Regions from separate parts of the Urocitellus parryii genome. Here region 1 is linked to region 2. Evidence: chromatin contacts called from public Hi-C data. All regions are on one chromosome and are shown on one strand. Each heading gives the region's core, a stretch centred on a gene start, on an enhancer-like site or on the middle of the called end of the contact. The rest is flanking DNA. Distances are from core to core; before and after follow the strand shown.

Region 1 (4,360 bases), core at 1,344-3,843, 150 kb before region 2:
TCAAGTTACTGGTAATTCACCCATTTGTAAAAACTGCCCTGTGCACTGTTCATTATCCCACTAATACATGTACTTTTAGAATAGATTGATCAAAGGGGATATCGAACCTATAATGTAGAGTACTTTCCTAGAAGCCTATGATATACGGTACTCTCCCAACATGATCAACTGACCAGCCAATGGAGAAGACATCAACCTAAGCATCCTGGGAACCATCAGACCACCATAAACCATTCTGCCATCGGGCTGATATCATCCCCACATACCTTGCCGTGCCCACTCCTCACCCAGTTTCCTTTAGAAAAACAACCTAAGAACCTAAGAAAGCATCTCACAGTCCCAAGAGGCCCCTCATTGTCCCTTGAACTGTGTATTTCTTGATTTCCTGGATAAACCATGTGCCTCAATATCTGACGCAGGCTAAAATTCTTCTCCGTCACATACGTCAAGGACCCTGTCATCCTGAGTTGAGATTCCTGTCTCCAAGACTTCCTCAGACCCTCTCTGGTGACAAAATGACATTTTCATCATATTGGGCTAAAAAAAAAATGTAGTATTAAATTGATTTGCCCACTTATTTTCTACCATTTTAAATGTATCTTTTAGAAAATATAAAATTATTTATGGAGCTCAGATGTGTGGCCTATATTGTATTTCTGTTGGACAGCATTGCCTCAAAACATCTCTTAAAATTTTCCTAACCTTCTGGCCTCACTATCATCACATTAGCCTCTCAAGTACTTTCATTCCCAGAGTGTTGCATCAGTCCCCTAAAAACTTCTAGGCGTTCTTCCCCTTCTAATCTGTTCTGCACACCCTGGCAATCTCTATCTTCCTAAGAACCGCTTTTATCATGAAGCACTCCTGATCAAAAACTAACAGAAGCTTTCGTCTCTACCCCCATAAATTCCAAACTCTTAATAACAAACTGATAATAGCTTACCTTTTAAAACCTTATGTACTTTATGTAATTCTCCCAACAACCTATCACCTAGCATGCCAGACTTAGTTTTCTAAATAGAACAGAAAGGACTGCAGTATTTGGCTGAGCTGGGAGAAGGGCATAGAAGCACCTTTGATCTTAAAAACTACAAAGATCCAAACAGCAGTTCTTTTCACTTACAATGTTCTATATAATACTTCACAACTGGAAAAGGAGCAATCATCATCTGTGTATCTACAGAGAACTTTGTTTGTTTTTTAAACACATTCTTTTAGTTGTAGATGGACACAACACCTTTATTTTGTTTATTTATTTTTATGTGGTTCTGAGGATTGAACCCAGTGCCTCACACGTGCAAGGCAAACCCTCTACCACTGAGCCACAACCTTAGCCCCCAGAGAACTTTGTTTTTACATATCAATTGAGAAAAGAAACTATTACATTTGCATCTCAGAAAACTCAAACAAGAAATCTAACCAGAAACACTTATGTGATATAGTGCTCTTTGCTCATCCATTCTAAGAATATATATAATTTTGTCATAATTTGGGTAAATCTGAACTACACTAATCTAAAACTTTGCGATATAACAATCATTAGAATTATTCCATCTTAAAATTTGAAGACATGAATTAAAAATTGGCCACGAATTATAAATCCAAGGCTGGAAAGAACTTCCAATTCGCAAAATGTTTTAAGAGTAATTCCATACAGGTGCAACACACATTTAGCCTGGGGAAGAAAAATCTTTTGTCAGAATTCATCTCGAATTACAAGAGCTTCTAATTGTGCTACCTCTTGGAGACTTTATCCCTTTCCCAAACTACTCCATCCTAGGATACTTTCATTTTTGCAGCTAAAAATCAGCTCTTGTTAAACACAGTTAGCAAAGTCATTTGGCGCACAGATCTTGAAAGAAAACTACACATTCTATCATCTATTGTCACTTTAGATGAATTGTTTTGCCACTCAGGACTTCAATAGCTCCTTCTATAAATTGGGTACAATCATACTTTTTACACAGGGTTCCATAAGAACTCAACAAGATAACATACATAGTTAACGCAGTGCCTGGCATTAGTAAGATCTCTCAACTGCACAATAGATAATTTCCTATCTGCCTTGCCTAGCAGCTCTGTTTGGGGAACTTTTCTCAAAGCAATGTAAGGACTCTGCAAAAGGGTGGGGCTTTGGCGTCTAACCCTGTCTACTAAATTCCGTAAGTTTAATAGGCAAAGGGTTACACATGACCGGGGTTTGGGTGGGGTGGGAAGCAGCGCGTCCGCCTGTCTCCTCGCGGCGGTCTGACGCAGACGCCAGACCGCAGCCGGCAGGTCCACCCCACAGCTGCTCCAGTTCAGAGCTCCTCGCTCTCAGCTGGGTGGCTCTGGCAATGAAAACACTACCACGTGGCCTGCTGCCTCGGCTTCACGCACATTCGACCAATGGAGAGCCCAGTCGCCGATCCGGGGGCGGGTCTTTAGAAGAACGGTTCCGCCCACAGTCGCCGCGGATTGGTCAAGGGGGCGGAGCTCGCCCGCCGCGGCCTGGGCTCATGGCCAATGGTGGCTGACGGAAGAGCCCCGCCCAGTCAGCTGCTCGGTTCCGCCAGACCAGTGGGCGGGGCGACTCGAGGGCGGGGCTGGGGGGTGGGCGTGACCAGCGCCCCGGCCCCCGGGAGCCGCCGCGGGCGGGCGCTGAGGTGGCTGTCGCCGGCTCCGAGCTACGGCTTCCCGGGTCGAGCCCCCGATGGAGGCCGAGGCCATGGACGTGCCCCCAGGCGGGGTCGAGGCGGCGCTCAGCTGCTTCTCTTTCAACCAAGACTGCACGTAAGCTGCGGCGCCAGCCTCTGCCGGGGAAGTGGGAAACAGAACGCCGCGAGCGACCTCAGGGTGGTGTCCAGAACGCGACTGGTGGCGAGAGAGGCGCGGGCTTGCCAGCCAGAGGGCCTCGGCAGGACTGCCAGCTGTTGCATCGCAGGGATCGGGGTCCTGTTGGCCCCCTCCCTCGGTGGGGCTTGATCCACCGCGACACCCCGCGCCTGCCGAGAGGCTGGACAGGATGAAGGGAGGAAGTTAGCAAAGGGAGTGGAGCTGAGGAGGCCACGGAATGTGGGGGGTGAGAAGGACAGGGCGGTGGGAAAGCTGGTGACCTAAGTGTGGGGGTTCTGAGAAGGAGGGGCAGTATCCAAAACAAAGGAGATGGAAGTGGAGGGGGAAGTCGCAAGTTAACCCGAGACGATGTAGTTAGGGCCCAGGAAGATGGGAGTACAGGAAAAACTTTCCCATTTGTCCTTGAGCATCTCAACGTGGCATCTGGGCAGGGCCTCGTACTAAGAGGCAGCCTATCCCTGCGGCCAGGCCAGCCCCAGAGCAGAGCATCTTTTCTGGCCACTTTAGATGTAAGAAACCTTTTCCTTTCTCTGATTGTTTTCCCATTGCCCAGCCAGCCACGCAGAATCCCCTCTGGGAGTCCAGGGGCCCTTTCCTGGGCCCTGACTGCTTTCTCTCCCGGAAGCTGGAGCTCCAGCCTGTTGCTCTGGAGTAGATTTTTAATGTTTCACTTTGGTGTTCACTTTTGGACTTTGGTCACAGAACTGGGGATTACTGAACTGTGCTTCGGGCATATGCAGGGTTGTCTTAGAAGCAAAGGCCTGTTTCTTTCCTTCTTTTCATGGCAGCAGTCCTGGGGACCATATGGAATAATCTCTTTGGAATGTGCACCCAGAGCATCAGGCAGATCAGGCAGGGATGGCCACTTCCCTGTTTCCCACTTCCTGCTGTACCAGTTTCTGTTGTGTTCCTTGTCTGGAGTCAGGGGACTAGCTGAGCTATGCTAATATTGAACATTCAGTGGTGTAATTAAGGCCATCGAGTACCATAAGCAGCCCTGGTTGCCTTTCCCTTTGTGTTTGTTTAAAAACACCCTGTACTGAACAATATGCCTTTGTTTGAAAAAAAAAACTGTATGTGTAATCAAGTAGCTTGACAGCTTGGTTAGATGAATGGCTTTCAAGCTTTTTTTTTTTTTTTTTTTTTTTACCACAACCCACAATAAAAATCACATATTAGAACATCTCCCAATACCCATATAGTAAAATATTTGCAAATATTATGTGCAATACCCTTTGGTATTTTTCATGTCTTTTTTTTTAAAGCTGCTTGCAATCTACTGAACTGTTTTTAAGATCTGCACATGGGTTGAAACCCACATGATAGAACAGATAAAATTCTTAAGTTTTGTAAGAAATATTTTGCAAGAGAGTGTGTCTGTTGAAATGCCTGGGTGATGTTTTTCTTAATTAAACACAGGTTAAGGAAAGCAGTTAGTTTACTTCTAAGTAGTAAATATTCCAAATTCTGCATTGTGATATTATTAGATTTGAAAATATATATATAGTTCTTTGCTGCAGTTATT
Region 2 (4,026 bases), core at 1,500-3,999:
GTTAGACATCGGTCCTTTTTTTTTTTTTTTTTTTTTTTTGTGGTGCTGGGAATTGAACCCAGGGCCTTGTGCATGCAAGACAAGCACTCTACCGACTGAGCCATATCCCCAGCCCCAGACATCGGTCCTTAAGGAAGGGCACTGGATGAACTCCCAATGCCAGTACTTCCCCCCCTCTCCAAATATGCTAAGCCTCAGGCCACACCACTTGAGGTTCCCTTTGCCTGATACACCCTCACTTAGAGGTGTATGTGTCGTAACCTTTTAATTTGGTCACCTCCAAATATCTCCTACCTACAAAGGCATTCCTGATTATCCTATCCAAAATAGTATGTTTCTATTCTTTGACATAAAAGGAGTTGTTTATTCCTTGATTATCTGTTTCTTCCACTAATACATTAGGATCACAGTTTTTCATTTTTGTTTTTTGTTTTGTTTTTGTACTGGGGAATGAACCCAGGGACACTTAACCACTGAGCCACATTCCTGACCTGTTTTATTTTTTATTTTGAGAAAGGGTCTTGCTAAGTTGCTTAGGGTCTTGCTAAATTGCTGAAACTGGCTTCAATTCTGCAATCCTTCTGCCTCAGCCTCCCAAGATGCAGGGACTACAGGATGCACCACCTGCTGGCAGGACAGCAGATTTTTATTCATTGTTATATATCCTCAAGGTTTTGAATAGGGCCTAACACGAAGCAGGTGATGTTCCATAAATATTATTGAATGAAAAATATGTAAATGAATGAATGAGCTCATTATTTTTCATTGACTTTTTTCCCCTCATGAGAAAAAAAAACTGGTATCTATTTACAAATAAAGCTCAAGAGACCCAGTATGCTACAAAAAAGGTAGAGGACATTAGGACAGAAGCACTATGCCCAGAGCCCACTGGTCCAGCAGCTGAGGAGAAGTCTCAAGGTACCCAGCAGGAGTGTCCTATGTGGCTGTATCAGCTTGAGGGAAAAAACGAATCCAAGAGCAGAAATTAACAGTAGGTTAGATATGCAAATGGAGGGCTATGAGATTTAACATATTGTCCATGTGGATTCTGTTTTAACCACCTGTTTTCCAGAAGATTTTGAATATATATATTTTTATTTTTGACATATATAATTACACATATGTGTGATTACACATATTTATGGGGTACAATGTGACATTACATGTATCCAATGTTTACTGATAAGATCAGGGTAACTGGCATATCATCCCATTTATCATTTTTTTGTTGGAAACATTCAAAATTCTCTATGCTATTTGGAAATACACTTTTTAAAAAATTCTTACTGGGGACAGAGCCCAGGGCCTCATGCATGCTAGCTAAGTACTCTATCCCTGATTTACATCCCCAGTCCATACTGACATTTTTTTATGATCCTTTAATGCCTCAACTACTGATAACTGCTTTTCTAAACAGTGTACCTTTTTTCTTGTGTGTGTGTGTGTGTGTGTGTGTGTGTGTGTGTGTGTGTATGCACCGGCAGAGGCTCTAAGGCAAAGAGTACATGGACTGATTTCTCTGACTTTGAGCAACCCCAGATGGCCCCACTTGAATAGAAAAGAAGTTGAAAGAAAGTTTAATCTTATAAGCCCTTTTGTAAACAACCTGAAAAAAAAAAATTGGTTTGGTTTTGGGCTGGTGGTATTCTCCTTCCATGAGGTCACGTTGCACAGCGAAAACAACCCAGAACTCACAATCAGGACGCGTGGGCTCTGATCCCATTTTCGTCATTGGTTTAACTATCCACAGTTTGCTTGACCTCTAACATGGCCTTGCTTCTGCATCCACAAATGGACTCAACAGTCTCCCTATTATGAACATTTTACAACTGGTTTCCAAAAATGAAAATTCATCTCAAGGAGATACCAGGCCTTTGGCAACCAGAGGGGAGGGTAGGAAGCTATCTGTGCCAGAAAATAAAAGCATGAGGGAAAACCCAGTCAAGGCTGCACCCAGCGACCCTTGGGTGCCCAAACCCGTTCGCTCTCACTGTGCTACCAGAGGACACTACCTGACCCTTAGAGGAGCCTTCCTCTCCTACTGGCCCAATTTCCTGGGTACATCTTTACAGACAGCCTAGAAACTGTACTAATCTGGAGCTACGTGGTCCAATACAGCACTCACAAGCCACAGGGGCTGAGCACTTGAAATGTGCCCAATCCCAACCAAGAAGTGCTGTAAGTGTGAAATACACGCCGGATTTCGAAGACTTGATATGAAAAACGAATATAAAAAAAATCTCTTAATATTTATAATGATTACATGTTGTATTTTGGATGCATTGGCTGACTATGTGACTGAAATTAATCCCTCCTGCTTCTTTTTGCAGTTGCCAAAGAGGCCACTGGAGAAGTTAAACTTACACATGTGGCTTGTATGATATTTCTGTTGGACGGTGCTGCTCTAGATCTCAGAATCTAGAAAGTGACGAAGATGGAAACTTTTAAATGAAGCACATTGTAAATGAGCTACCCGAGAGTTGGTTCCACTCACTGCTCAGCTGCCATCGCCATCCTGATTTTCCAAGGCCAAGCCCAGAGTGCAGCACGCGTGGGTGTGGCGCGGGCCTCCCCTGAGACAGGCCTGCACCGGAGGCTGCGGCGGAGGAGGTTACCCTGGGTCCCCGACGCCCGCCGGGGTAGGCCGGGCTGCGGACTCCACGCTTCGGATCCCGCTAGGGGAAGTCCCTGCGGGCGGAAACAGGTGGCGCGGCTGCTGGCAGCTGCAGGTCCCGCGCTTGCACGCCAGAGCGCAGCCGGGACAGCGAAGCGCTTCCTGCTCTGCTGGGGAGGGCCCGAGCGAGCGCAGGGCCAGCTATAGCAGTCCCAGAGCTGCCTGTTTGGATTTTAGCACTTTGGGTCTGAAGAAGAAACAACCAGGCCCTCTATAACTCATAGGGCTTGGAAATTTAAAGTATTATGGGGCGGGGGTCAGTGACTCAAATTGGTAATCCCAATGGCTCAGGGAGATGGGGGCAGAAGGATCGCAAGTTCAAAGCCAGCTGCAACAATTTGGCGAGACCCTGTCTTTAAATTTTTTAAAAAGGACTGAGGAATGTAGGTTAGTGATAAAGCCCCCCTGAGTTCAATCCACAACACCTAAATAAATAAAAGAACCTTATCAGAGAAATTTATGCTTAAAAAAAGCAGACGGACAAGAACAGATGGATGAGCCTTGCCCAGTCCCTCTGTTTAACACTCCCTGTAGAAGTTTGTGTGGACTGAAATGTCACCATTTCATCCTCTCCCTCAATTGAAGATACACTGCTAACTCCATGGAAGTCCAGAACAGGACCTATAACTGAACAGCATTTCAAGTTCACATTTCTAAAGTAGTATTTTAGGCAGTGGAAAATCTTTAGTAGTTCAATACTATGTCCATTCAGCATTTACAGAGCAAAAACCTGCCTGGATTTCTGGTCATTTAGTGAAGATTATTTTTTGAAACTATGATTTAATATAGAACATTAAAATGTAGTTGCAGTAGACAAATCATATTTTTAAACTTCACTTTTAAGAAACTGTCCAGAAGTGTACACAATTAGTTATACACAGCAATTAAGATTGCTTGTTTAGTTCGATTCTTAACAAGAGGGAATGATTTGTTTCAGTCAACCTTGTCCAGACTCATGTGCAGACCAGGCACAAATGGACTTTATACCTTGTCCAGTTAACTGTAATCCCTAATTTATTGACCAAGGAAATCAGAACTTCTAGGGTTGTGATTAATGCTAGCCTACCAGACTAAAATTGTGCTTACCTTGTAAGAAAATATAAATGAATGGGTGGTAATTAAAAGCATATTATTTGCCAGGCACAGTGGCACACACCTGTAATCCCAGTGGTGGGAGAGTTCAAAGCCAGCCTCAGCATCAGGGAAGCACTGAGCAACTGTGACACCCTGTCTCTAAACAAAATACAAAATAGGGCAGGGATGTGGCTCAGTGGTCAAGGGCTCCTGAGTTCAATCCATGGTTTAAAAATTATTTGAGGAAAGAAAATTCATAACAGAATCCATAAAATTTA

The links. Hi-C and Micro-C count contacts between places; a contact is called where the count stands out from the background.
Region 1: a contact with region 2 is called in a Hi-C map of muscle, with 4 times the contacts expected there. The contact joins the promoter of Wipi1 here to the promoter of Arsg in region 2. A contact is called at or near these places in 2 of 2 Hi-C or Micro-C datasets (liver and muscle).

The regions. Positions count from the first base shown.
Region 1 is chr7:172,661,848-172,666,207 of mUroPar1.hap1, reverse strand. It overlaps Wipi1 (WD repeat domain, phosphoinositide interacting 1), which reads left to right and starts at 2,593. Exons shown (of 13, transcript XM_026406644.2): 1 at 2,593-2,772. The coding sequence starts at 2,693.
Region 2 is chr7:172,515,465-172,519,490 of mUroPar1.hap1, reverse strand. Arsg (arylsulfatase G) reads right to left here and starts at 2,749. Exons shown (of 12, transcript XM_077800875.1): 1 at 2,474-2,749.